Linked DNA regions of Triticum aestivum: region 2 is linked to region 1. The links are chromatin contacts, called in public Hi-C maps. All regions are on one chromosome and are shown on one strand. Each heading gives the region's core, a stretch centred on a gene start, on an enhancer-like site or on the middle of the called end of the contact. The rest is flanking DNA. Distances are from core to core; before and after follow the strand shown.

What was found. Hi-C and Micro-C count contacts between places; a contact is called where the count stands out from the background.
Region 2: a contact with region 1 is called in a Hi-C map of leaf, with 2.9 times the contacts expected there. The contact joins the promoter of LOC123139887 here to the enhancer-like site in region 1. A contact is called at or near these places in 4 of 5 Hi-C or Micro-C datasets (leaf and an unstated tissue).

What each region holds. Positions count from the first base shown.
Region 1 is chr6B:711,655,282-711,658,677 of IWGSC CS RefSeq v2.1, reverse strand. No RefSeq gene overlaps it. Among protein-coding and RNA genes, the nearest start is that of LOC123135078, 58 kb to the right of the region's middle. Within about 2 kb of position 1,582, at least 8 of the 8 cell types and tissues checked have an H3K27ac peak or open chromatin away from gene starts, as enhancers often do. A contact at or near this core is called in leaf, where this site is marked.
Region 2 is chr6B:711,775,869-711,779,264 of IWGSC CS RefSeq v2.1, reverse strand. It overlaps LOC123139887 (probable protein S-acyltransferase 15), which reads right to left and starts at 1,610. Exons shown (of 7, transcript XM_044559582.1): 1 at 1,277-1,610; 2 at 855-947; 3 at 671-772; 4 at 526-594. The coding sequence starts at 1,555.

The DNA.
Region 1 (3,396 bases), core at 333-2,832:
GTATTCCTTCCGCCAATATTTTTGTATATTTCAAAATAATTCTCCATAAATTTCCAGGTCATTTGGAGCTATAGAGAATATCTATCTCTGTTGTAGCTTTTTCATGTCCAGAATTCCAGCTGCCGGCAATCTCCCTATGCATGTGAGACTTGCAAAATCAGAGAGAAAAGACATTAGAAACAGCATCATAAAGTGAAATAATGACCCAAAACATAATAAATAAGAGTAGGAAAACATGATGCAAAATGGGCGTATCACCTGGCCAAGAGAGGCCTCCCACATCAGGCTCGTGTCCACTTTGCTGCCAACACATGGAGACTATCGAGCACCTGATGGTGCAATGTATGTTTGCGTGTGAGGTTGTTGAGCAAGTGTTGCGCTGGATCGGTCTACAGAACCATGCGCCGGTCGCAACTAGTGAAACCCTATCCTGGTGGGCAACCCTCCAACATGTCATCCCTCCTAAGCTATGAAAAGGCGTTAACTCAGTGGTCCTGTGCACTCTTCGGAGCATCTGGCTCAAGAAGAATCATCGGGTGTTCAAAACAGCCTCCATGCTCGCAAAAGCGATCGTCCATAAGATCCGTACCTATTTCTATGAATGGAAGAAGGTGGGAAACAATAGTCTTAGGGAGAGTGATCTCGTAATATATCTACTAGTAAAGGGAAGTATTCTGTTGCGATGGTATGTCTTGGTTTGGTTTCATATGTTTGTTGGTTTCATGTGAAATATGAAGAGTATCATTCTTTGGACGGGAGGATCACACTAATCATGGAGAGTATCATTCGTTAGACGTAAGGATCACGTTAGTTATGGAGAGTATTATTCTTCGAACGGGGGTATCAAGTTACTTATGGAGAGTATCTTTCTTTGGATGGAAGAATCACATTAATTATGAAAATTATCATGGAGAGTTGGACGAGAGGATCACTAGAATATATATGCCCCGTTGCAACGCATGGGCAATTAGCTAGTTTTTAAAAAAACTTTGGAATCTTTATTAAATCAAAGTACTGATACATCATCCAGCAGCCACCTAACAATTGATGCCAGTGGTTCCTCTATCCACGCGGGAAGTGGAGTCGAGGTCGCTCTAGCCTAGCTAATTCGTCAGAAACAGCATTCGCCTCCGTAGGGCAGTGGGCAATTAGCTAGTTATATGAGGGTGGATGTGAGGTTTTCTAGGCTGCCGACTTGGGGCGCCTAGCCTCAGCCATGTAAATGTGCATTGCTTTCTATCCACATCTCAAATAATGCGATCGTCTCCCCTCAAAAAAAAAAAAATGCGATCGTCCATGCATGGTACTAGGTACCATGCACCCGTGCCATTGCTGCCTTGTCTCGCCATTGCCATCGACCACTCAATGGTGAGGTGACCCATGACATCCTCTGTGTGTCTGCGTGTGTTAAGACGAACACACACAGCGTGGAGCTGACGGTAGGATCAGCTGCCAAGTAGCAGTACTACTACTGCTACTGCTCGAGAGAGTGCGAGAGCGAGGAGGCAGTGCTGACTGGGCCGTGGGGCCGGGGGCGGCATTGGATAGTACGCCGGCTCGTGAGAGTCTGGTGGGCAGGCAGCGGGTGGTGGTGGTGCGGTGCGGTGGGGGCCCACCTGCATTGGGCTCAATGGGATCGGTACTAGGTTGTTGCCCACATCGCGGGCACCTGGGCCCGCCACCACCACCCTCTCAACCCGCGCACCCATCATCGGTCACATTCACGCCACTTTCCCATGGTTTTTCTTCCTCCACTTCCCATGGTTTTTTCCTTCACCTCCTTCCAGGTTTCAACCCTTCCACTCCAATTTCAGGGAGAGAAAAATGACGATTCCATGGTTTTTTGAGGAATGGAATTCCGTGCTTAAAAGGCACGGTTTTATTTTCACCATGGACTACACCCATCTCTATTTAGATAGTCTATTTTTGCTTCGAGCATCTGTCATCACACGCAGAATAAAAATAGATGCATGACACATGTCAATTTTCTGCTTGATGACTAAATATGTTGACAGGGTGGTGACTAGACTAGCTCGACACCGCTCAAGAAAACCGGGGGCGCACACATACCTGGTGCGCAAGGATAAACCACCTATCTCTTGTCTCTGATTAGGTATTGACCGCATCGACAGATAGGTGAATGCAAGGAAAATGATAAGGCCACCGGTAGCTTCCGTCGGAAAGCTTCCCCATGTCTATCTTCCCCTTTTTCAAGATTCAACTCCAATGAGAAAACGGCGATTTCTATGCCTATTGCGAGGAAGAAAATGATGATTGTGTATATTTATGAGGAAAGTATTTTTTGAAATGTAGAAATTAGACATTCCAGATTCCCTTTATATGATGGATCACACCCTAGGCTCTATCAGGCCATTTCCTGATTTGCTTCAACCATGGTGCCATGTGAGGGAGTAGATGTATTTTTTTTTCTTTGCTAGAATGAATTTGTTTGACGGGTTGGCGGCTAGAATAGAATAGGTTCACCTTTTTTTTAAGAAAACAAGGACCACACTTGCGCGAGAAAAACCACTTGCTTCACATCTCCGCCCAAGGTATTGACCACATTGGTATTTTTGTTTGGGGTACTAGTCACATCATACAATATGTGACGCATAGAAAGCGACAGAGCAAATTGTTGCTACAGGCAAAAAATCGTCGTTAGGTTACCGACTATTATTGTTCAGATTCCCAGCTCACAAGGACCCCACAAGTTACGATGTTGATTGTACGTGATTTTACTTCACATGTTGTGTCAGTCTATGCGGCTATGTGTCGGTCGTCCTATGCATGGGTTATTGTCCTTCATTATCTTGAACGGCTAGCTAGATCTATAATTCACTATGTAGCGACACACGAATCCACATGTTATTGTCCACCGATCATTTGTACGAGTAGATCTAGAAATGACTTCAACATTTTCTTTTCAAATCTCACATACAGGAGTTGATGTTCAACACAAATAGTGTCAAACAGTTCCTCTTAATCAGCCACCTGAGGGGCTCGTCCTTTGGTGGAGCAACCTTCCTAGTTTTTACCCTTTTGGTGAGGTAGCTACACAAGTAGACGTGCAGTGCAATCATGTGTGCACTTTCTCCTCGTACTGTCCTTTGTTTCATTGCACTAAACAATTCCTTAAGACTAATGGTGAGTCTGGTGGGTGTTGGAACCAAGGATTAGCTACAGCTACGTACGTCTTGTTTATCTTTAGGGCTCAACTCCATAGAATCCAGGGCACCTTAAACCTCTGCAACTTTTAAGGTTTTTTCCCCACTCTTATCTGTCATAGACTAATCACAAATGACTAATAGATACGATAAAGGTTGCTTTCGATGTAGAAAAATGTTGCTTTTGGTACAACTAAACATGGGTCTTATCTTTGGCTCTTTGCACACTGCT
Region 2 (3,396 bases), core at 361-2,860, 120 kb before region 1:
CTACAAACTTCTCCATTTTGGTGTTATTCTGCATGCTATTTCTATCTAATCTGCACCTTCGCTATGTTTAGGAACAGAGCACAACATCAATTTAATCTACTGTTCCTAGTAAAGGACTATTTATGGAATTTTAATGGTCAAGCGTATCCCCATACAGGCGCATTTCAGAAATGCCTCTGAATTGGCGTGATACCAATACCCGTATCCATATCGCAGACCAGACTTCCAGCACAAGACTAGCGTGATGGTTCCTGTCCCTGTTAGTACCCGAATCAACCTGTGGGTTTGGCTAGTGTATCATCATGAAGATACAACAGGACAGAAATGTTCTTTGGCCTTCATGACAGAACAAGTAAAAAGTCAAATATTTCTGACATTAGGCATAATAATGCCAATATATAGAAGATAAATGAAAAATATCTTGCCAATGGATAATGGCATGGTAACTAATATTGAATGGTAGCTGCAAGAGATTGCTGACTGCACAGTGAGCTCGTAATTCAAAACAATGGTCAGCTCACTTACATGGATGATCTTCACATAATGAATACCAAAGTCGTGCTCTGTTCGTAGAAGATCGCATACAAATATCACCTGCAATATACTTTGACACGGCCATGAGAAATGTTCGTTGAAAACGTGCCAACTTTTGTTCAATGTAGTAACTTACCGACGAATAAAGGGACCCAATGGTTGCATTCAGGACACAGATGATAAAGGCTTTGTAATTTGTATAGCCCACACAGTTGTTAATCCAGACACAGTGGTGATCCTGATATTAAAACCATACCCGGGCATTTTCAGCACGGCTTCATTTCGCAGCTAACAGAATGAACATAGATAGCCGCACCTACCATTTTCAGAATACACCTTTTGCAGACCTTACAATGGTGGGTTCGGGCAGGCTTGTGGATGCAACACTTGTCACAATACCTTGATTTCAGTCCCTGTTGTGACCAAATATCGAGCTTTATCAGGGAGCTCTCCAATATTCAAAATTTTGTTGCTCCTAAATTCATAGCTATGGCAACAACTACTAGCAGCTCTGAGATGAGATGAAATCAAGAAGGGAAAAACACAATGGATTCGCATTTAGCTCAACGTGATCGATCCACAGATAGCTGATCTACTGTGATATGAACTAGGTGTCAGGTTGAATTCACTATGGAAAATTCCAGGTCAATTGAAACTTGGAGACGCTGCAGTTGAATCAAGAACCTAAATTCCAAGGAAATCTAACAGGAGGACGAAGAAGAAGGCGAGAGAGATCTGGGACCTGTCCCTGCGGGTCCTCGGCGTCGGGGGAGAAGGCAGAGGGCACGGATCCGGGATCGGCGGCCGCGGCGCAGAGGAAGGAGAAGAAGCAGGCGGCGAGGAGGAGGGAGAAGGCGGCCGCGTGGGCGGCGCCGGCCGTCGTGCCGAGGCCGAGCCAGTGGTCCAGCAAGACGAACACCGTGTAGTAGTACACCAGCGCCATCAAGGAGACGGCCGCCACGAGGGCCGGGGAGGTCGCGGCCGCCGCCACCGCCGCGGCAACGCCCCTCCTGCGCGCCATCTCCGGCGAGGTCGGGCGCTTCGTCCCCTTTCTTCTCGGTCTCGGGCCCTTCCCGAGCTTCCCTCAGGCCTTAATATTTGGGCTTGGCTTCCAGCATAAACACTACTGGGCTGATGGGCCACAGATACTATCCCTATCTCTCTTCTCTACGACTTTACAAAAGAATGCAAGGAACCACTCAAAAAAAAAAGAATGCAAGGTTCATTCTTTCCACCACCCTTTCGTCCAATCTTCCCCCTATCAATTACCTCAATTCAGAGAAATGATATTCAATCACCTTCATTTACTTATCTTCTGCACTAATTCTACTTGAATTTTTTTACCAAACTTCTCATCAAAATCTAAGATAATTCACGAGCAGGATTTGATAAAAAGTTATTTACACAATGGCATAAATATATATAGGTAAATCACGAGCTAACGTAATGGAATATTTGTTGCAGCACGCGGGGATTGTCCTAGTGATTTGAAAATAAATAGTCAAATCATCTTAGCTCCAACAAATTTTTCCTAGCAAACGGTCAAAGGTGATGTCCTCGATGCCATCAACCAATGTTTCCGTCTGGATGGGAGCTTGATGCACCACCCCAACCAGGTGTTCCTAATGCTATTGAAGAAAAAAGATGCTAAACTACTCGTGAAAGAGAGCCCCTATTCGGCAGTGTAGCGATTCGGTGCCCAGACTCATCTGCACCTGTCCAGAAAAAATTCACAAAGAATACTAGAAAAATTCAAAAAATTCTACGTTTTCCCATGGTAGAAAAATTATTCCGAGAGGCTCGCTCAAAATTATAGCTCATTTGTATATCTGATTAGCTCTCAGAAAAAAAAAGACAAATTAGGTCAAAATAGTACATGAACAGTAAACTATTTTACAGACCCTGAATTTGTCTTGTTTACCGAGAGTTGCTCATTTGTCCAAATGATTTGAAAATTGGAGCGGGCCTCACGCACCAAATTGTCTACCATGGGAAAAATTGAAAATTTTAAATTTTTCTAGTATTTATTTTAACTTTCTTATTCAACACGGGTGCAGATGAGCCCGGGCTCAAAAAGGATTTTTGCCTATTTGGGTGCTATGCACTTGCTAATGAGCTAGCGCACACCCGCTTCCCCACGTGCCCTTTTGGGCTGGACCACATGTGGGTGCATGTTTTTATATTTTTTTATTTTTGTCTTGCTTTTCTCTCCCATAAATAATTTTAAATTTCAAAAAACTTCAAAATTTAAAAAATAATTGTGAATTTTAAAAAACATTCAAGAAATCATAAAATGTTCGTGCATTCCAAAAATGTTCTTGTTTTGAAAATATATTTGTATATTCAAAAAAGTTCATGATTTCAAAAATAATATCAGGAAATAAAATATGTCAATGATTTTGGATTTTGAAAAAAATATTTTTGTATTAAACAAATATTCATGAATTTTAAAAATGTTTATGAATTCAAAAAATGGTCATCATTGTTTTAGAATGTTCACAAATACAAAAAATGTTTTTAAATTACAAAAAAAGGATCGTTGATTCAAAAAATGGTCGCTGATTCAGGAAAAGTTTGTCAAAACTATTTGTGAATTTCAAAAAGTGCTCCCCAATTTCAATAGTTGTTTCTCGATTCAGAAAAAAATCCACCGATTCAAAAGCATATTCATGAGTTTCAGAAGAAAATGTGCACAATTATATACATGTTTGTGAATTTGCAAATAAAATGTTCGCTAATTCAAAAAATTGTTCATCATTGAAAAAAAATCACGAATTTGTAAACAATGTTCATGAGTTTGAATGTTTTTCACGATTTCTTAAAAATATTCATGAATCCAAAAATACTTCATGATTTTATAAA